Linked DNA regions of Ovis aries: region 2 is linked to region 1. The links are chromatin contacts, called in public Hi-C maps. All regions are on one chromosome and are shown on one strand. The core of a region is the stretch at or near the end of the contact, and the rest is flanking DNA. Distances in the headings are between cores, read along the strand shown.

Region 1 (2,748 bases), core at 183-2,682:
TGACCAGCTAGATGGCCAGGAAGGCAACTGCAAGGCCAGAGATAGGGAGGCTGAGAAGCCAAGATATATCAAGGGGCAGTGAGAGGCCAGGCTGGCTACAGGGGAGGAAGCAGGTGGGGAGTGGGAGGAGAAAAGTCAGCATGGTGAGAGGCCTTGAATGCCTCCCTCCAAGTCCTTTGAGTTAGTGGGTGCTGCCGATGATTATGACTCAAGGACATGATAGGTTCAAAGCAATGGTTTCAAATGATTAATATGCTTGAAGGGTTTATGTGTCTGAGTGTCCTTTACTAAGCACTGTCCCATGGGAGGACAGTTTTAGAAGCCAAAACATCTAGAAGAATCTGGGAGCCCAGGGGAGTGGGAGATCTGTCCCCTTGGATTGAGATGCAAGAAAAACCCATTATCAAGCCTTTCAGGGACCAAAATTGAGTTTCTAGTTTTGGAAGATCTTCCTGAGTAATTAAAGGTTTGCTGAGCTACACAGCAGGCACTCAACCACATGTGTTAACGAGCTGGTGCCCCGTGCCTTAGGCTTCCTTACACCTTCGCCGAAAACGCACACACATACGACCAAATTGCCTTTTTTCACCCTGTGATTGAACACAGCTTCACCAGACCCTCCACCCCACGGATACACCCTAGATCCAGCCCCTTGCCTTCCCAGCCCCCTCCACCCAATTCCATTGTCAGAGCGGAACAAAAGGCCCAAGGCATCCTGGGTTAAAGGATTTTAACTCTGCCAGCCCCAGGAGGCTCCAACAAGAAGCAGTTTCCTGCAGGAGGAAAGTGACTGAGAAATCTCCCCAGGGGACAGGGGATTTTTTTTTTTCTTTTTTCTTTTTTTTTTCTGGTCTGAAAAACAGAATCTAGCTGTCAATCAGACACCTTCCCCGCTCGCCGCCGCCGCCCCGGCCCCCACTCCAGGATTAGGAGCTTTCTCTTCTAGACACCTTCCCTCAACCAAACGCATCTTCAAGTCTCTTGCCTAGGACTTGTATTTGTGGCGGTCAGGCTCCCACCCAAACCGGCGGGGCCATCCCCGCCACCCCCATCAGACTGGACTCTCTCTCTGCGCCCCTCCTCGTCTTCCTACCGCTGCTTCCCCGCCTTCACCCTGTGCGGGTACAGCTGCCCCGCGCGCCATGGTCGTCCATACCCCCGTGCCCCCGGCCCATCCCCATCCCCGCCTGCGAGCCTCCGCTCCCGGGGCGCCGCCGGGCGGGAAGCCGGGGCTCGCCGCCTGCTCCGGACCCCGGCTGGCTCCTCCGTGGTCCCGCGCGGCACCCTCTTCGGCCACCAGCTTCTGAACTTGGCCGGAGACGAACCGGTGCTCTGGAGCGGAAAGCTGCGGGCTGGTGGGTTGCTGGCGAGAGCATTTACAGGGCCGAGGTTCGGTGGGTTTGTGTCCACGTGCCTCTGCCCTAACCGGCGAGCAGCGTCCGGAGAGCCCCTGCTGGCTGCTCTGCCCTGGTCCCAGAGGCTTCTGGAACAAAACTGCATTTCGTGTAAAACCCCTTTTGCTTATTCTGGAACTAAAGTATGCATTTTTGTTGTTGTTGTTCTTGAGTTTTTCACGTAGAAGAGATACCGGGTAAATTGGAAACATGTTGGGAAAGGAGTGAGCAATCAATGCTGGCATTTAAACAACACAAAATTGCCCTCGCCAGGCCACACGCCCAGGCGGCCGCGGCGCTCCCGGCGACAGAGCAGCGCCCTCTGGTGGCCGTGCGGTGTGTGTGTGTGGGGGGATCGGTCGCCCCCACCCCCAGGCTCCGAGGCCGGGCGGTCTCGAGAGCGGCTTCCCCAAGTCTGGGAAACACTGGGGCAACTTGGCAGGAAGGGAATTCAAGGTGAGCGTCGCCAGGGTGCTGGGAAATGCTTTTTGTGGTTTCAGGCTTGGGCCCAGGCCCAGAGCCCCGGGAAGGGTCTAACTTAAAAGAAAAACTCTTGTCCCATTCTCAAAGGCTGCTTGAAATTGTATGGATACAGCACCATCCCTTACCTGAAAGATTTGATTCTTTTTAAAATCCTCAAAGCGTTCGAGAAGGGTGATTTTTAAAACGTGGGCAAGTGAAATCACCACTATCATCACCAAAAAGCGTGATTACACCATAATATGTAGATTTTACATGCTGGTGACATTTACCAAGTATCATTAAATCCTTTTTCCCCTGCTTTAATCCCAGGGGCATCCTTTTGTAGTCTGAACAGCAGTGTTCTTTTAGCCCCCGCCTCCTCTCAGTGGCCATTCCCTCTATTGCAGTTTGCCCCAAGTTTTCTTGTTCCTTGTATGAATACATCCTAAAGGTTTTTCCCCTTTTCTTGCTTTTCCTTATTCTTGTATCTGCTGCTTGTGGTTAGGCTCACACAGTTTATTGTCTGGATCAGAGCTACTTTCACGGGAACAGCCGGAGCTTGGCGTCGGTGGTGCCCAGAATACCAGGTTCACAGACTGCCTTGGGTTCTCTCTGCCCTACAGCAACACCAGCATGTCTGCCAAGAGGTGGCCGCCTCACGCTGACTGCAGACATGCCCACCCCCTTCACCCCCGCACACATACACACACAGGAGCAGACCACTGCTTCAGCTTCCTGTCTCTCTGGAGTTTCTCTCCGGAGAGTTTGGCCCCTCCCCTGCCTGGGGGAAGCCAGAAGAGGTGAGGGTGCTGGGTTTCTGAGGAGCCAGGCAGGTGCTCCCCTGCCCCGCTCCCTTTCCTCCGAATCTCTTTTCCCTGCCTGAGGGGTTTCC
Region 2 (2,902 bases), core at 167-2,666, 130 kb before region 1:
ATATATACGGCCACGCATGTGTACTTTTGAACAGCCTGCAACCAAGAAACCAAATTAAAATTTTGCTCAAGAGCAATCAAGTATACAAAAAAGGGATATCAAAAGAAAAAAAATCCCTATTTGTCTTTTAACACACCCCACTGTGCGCAGTGACCAGGAAATAAAAAATTCTGTGTTATAATTTCTGGATAGAACAGAAGTGAGCTAAAGATGAAGTGTCAAACTAGATTTCCATCTTACCTCGCTTTCCTCCAACAGGTTCAAAGACTTTGTAACCTTTACATTAATATTGAATTATCTTTTCTTTTTTTTTCCAAAAGGGAACCTACGAAACTATTTTAAAATAAAAAGCAAGCCATGCCACTAGGCAACCTGTCTTCTCGTGGTCTATCTCATTCAAATCAGACATACCTTTCGCTTTGCCTTTACTGAATAAAAGTTTAACTTTGATTTGGAAGACAACGTACCCATTATTAGCCGTCTGACACTTTGCAGGTCATAGAGTCTATCAGTTCAATTCGCTGATTATGACCGCTCACTAAGAAAGCTTGCCATTACCGCTTATTTTATAAGCGTTGGCAATACCTAGAAATACAGCAAGGCTGGTGAATAAGGAGTCGAGGGGCGGGGGAAGAGGGAGCGAGGGAGGAAGGCAGTCACCACCTCAAATCCACGCCGGACTGGGAACCTCCAGTCCACAGCGCGATCCCCTGCCTTCCCCAAAGTGGACCCGTTACATTTTCCCAGACCCTCTCTCCGCCCCAACACCCACCCCCGATAACCCAACACAGCACTCACCCTTCAGCGAAGTCGGCACCCGGTCCAGCTCCGAGACGGGTCGGGGTGGCAGCGAGGGAGGGGACGTCTGGGCTGTGGGCGGGGGGTGTCGGTGCGTCACTAGAGTGCAGGACGGTGAGTTCGAGGGGTGGGAGCGGAGCGGAGCAGGGAAATCAAGTCACTGCCGAAAAGGGACGAGGAGCAACGGGGGGATGGAGGGGAAAGCCCCTTCCCTAAAATAAGCCCACCGGCCCCTGCGACCCCCTGCCCCAGGAAGGGAAAATAAAATCCGGGGAAATAAAAAGACTGACAAATAAACCTCTAAAACGATGAGAAGCAAGGATCAGACTTTAATTTAAAGGGGGGAGACTGAGCGAGGGCTGGAGGGGTGACTGAAGTGGCTCTAGGTCTATCCCATGCCTTTGCAGTCCCCAAACGGAGGAGGAGGCTGGCTGAGGGGAAGTTGCAGCGGCTCCCGAGAAGGAGGCGGAGGAGGCGGAGGAGGAGGTTACACCGTAACAAGTACAGACAGACAGCCATGGATCAGAGGGGCGCTGCGAGCAGGGGCGGCCGCGGCGGGGCGAGCGGCCGCGGCAGCAGCACCGCCTGCTCGGCTAGCTCAAGACATTTAATTGGATTGATGGGTTGTGCAGTGACTCACAGACTTTACAGAGTCGTAAAGCAGTCCCCGCCCAGCTGGACAGGGGAGATGCGGTGCGGACGGCAAGGGAAAGGGGGGCTGTGAAAGAGCCGGGAGGGGAGGAGGCGAGTGAGAGGGCGAGGCGTTGGGAGGGGCGGGGAGCGGAACGGAATCACCCAATGCCGAAGCCCGCCGCTCCGACGGGCGTGGGCGTCGGCCAATGACGGTGCTGCTCGATAGGCGGCAGGCTTCGCCCCTGGCCCAATGAGTCTTCTAAGGACACTGCCGCTAACCGGGAGGGGGGGAAGTGGAGTGGGGGGTGGGGAGTGGTGGGTGGACGTTGAAGTAGGGAGGGAGCGGTGGAGGGAAAGATGAGGCACCGGAGACCCGCGGAGTCACTCAGCTCTCCTCGCTCCAGAAGTGCGCCTTCTGCCAATCCGAGGGCCGCATGGGGGTGATGGACGCAAGCGTGTGCCCAATGAGGAGGAGAAGGTGCCGCCCCGAGCCACAGGGGAAGGAGTGGGCGGGCCAAGGTCCTCCCCTCCCTCCGCACCCGGGTCCTCCCTCCCGCCCTGTTCAGGTCAGTCACGCAAATAACAGAGTGAGGGCTGGGGCCGTGCGGGGGGGGGGTGGGGCGGCGGAGGGGCCGCGCTGCAGAAGGCGTGACAGCGATAGGGACTGGCTGTACTGCCGACTCCGCACCGACTGGAGGAGGCGATGAAGAAAGCTGGCTCCTTACTCAGCCTTCAAGCTGCTGCCTTTGCTGCCCGGCTCTGCCTAGGAGCCCCTGCGGCCAAACCCCACTACCGAGTGGCAGACTGATTTGGAGTAAATCGGCTCAAAACTTTGCCTCCCGTCGGTGCTATGCCCACTCTCGGAGACAGCTCCGTGTGACGTCCTGTGGGGCTGTGCTCTGGGAGCCGAGGGAGCTGGACGCCAAGACCGGAGGCATTTCCCTCCTTGCTTACCTGTGTTCTGGGGAAGTCAGAGGAGGGTGTGGACAGGTTGAAACACCTCCTGAATACATAACATTTCTTTATTGGGTTTCTGGAAAAGGTACTTAACCTGACGTGAGTGAAGCTGTGTGGGCTTTGTGCGTGTAAATATCAGCTTCCTCCAGCCCTTGCTCCCGCATGCATTACTCTTTTTCTCCCGCTTCTCTGCCCACTCTCCTCACCTTGGACCCTGACACCTTGTACTCATTACTAGATCTCGCTGCTCATTCCCCGGAGCTACGGCTTTTTCTCAGTTTCTTGCCTACTGTCTAGGAATCATTGTACACACCTTAACCCTGCACGCACTTGTACTTGAAAGTAACTGGGATCACTAATGAACCTGAACAGAGGTGCCGGCAAAAGAAATACACTGGCAAAAATCCACCTTCTTAACCACAAGGTGCATTTCTGCAGGTTATTGAAATTTATGACAATTGCTTCCTATTAAAAAACCAAGGAAAGACAAATCACGTATCACATCCCTAGAAAA

What was found. Hi-C and Micro-C count contacts between places; a contact is called where the count stands out from the background.
Region 2: a contact with region 1 is called in a Hi-C map of hypothalamus, with 4 times the contacts expected there. The contact joins the promoter of SERTAD2 here to the enhancer-like site in region 1. A contact is called at or near these places in 4 of 16 Hi-C or Micro-C datasets (blood, hypothalamus, muscle and 1 more).

Annotation. Positions count from the first base shown.
Region 1 is chr3:43,438,240-43,440,987 of ARS-UI_Ramb_v3.0, reverse strand. It overlaps the pseudogene LOC101118177. Among named protein-coding and RNA genes, the nearest start is that of SLC1A4, 100 kb to the right of the region's middle. Within about 2 kb of position 1,432, at least 31 of the 54 cell types and tissues checked have an H3K27ac peak or open chromatin away from gene starts, as enhancers often do. A contact at or near this core is called in hypothalamus and muscle, where this site is marked.
Region 2 is chr3:43,567,495-43,570,396 of ARS-UI_Ramb_v3.0, reverse strand. SERTAD2 (SERTA domain containing 2) reads right to left here and starts at 1,416. Exons shown (of 2, transcript XM_027966694.2): 1 at 799-1,416. It overlaps LOC105608150 (a long non-coding RNA gene), which reads left to right and starts at 1,757. Exons shown (of 2, transcript XR_006059156.2): 1 at 1,757-1,997.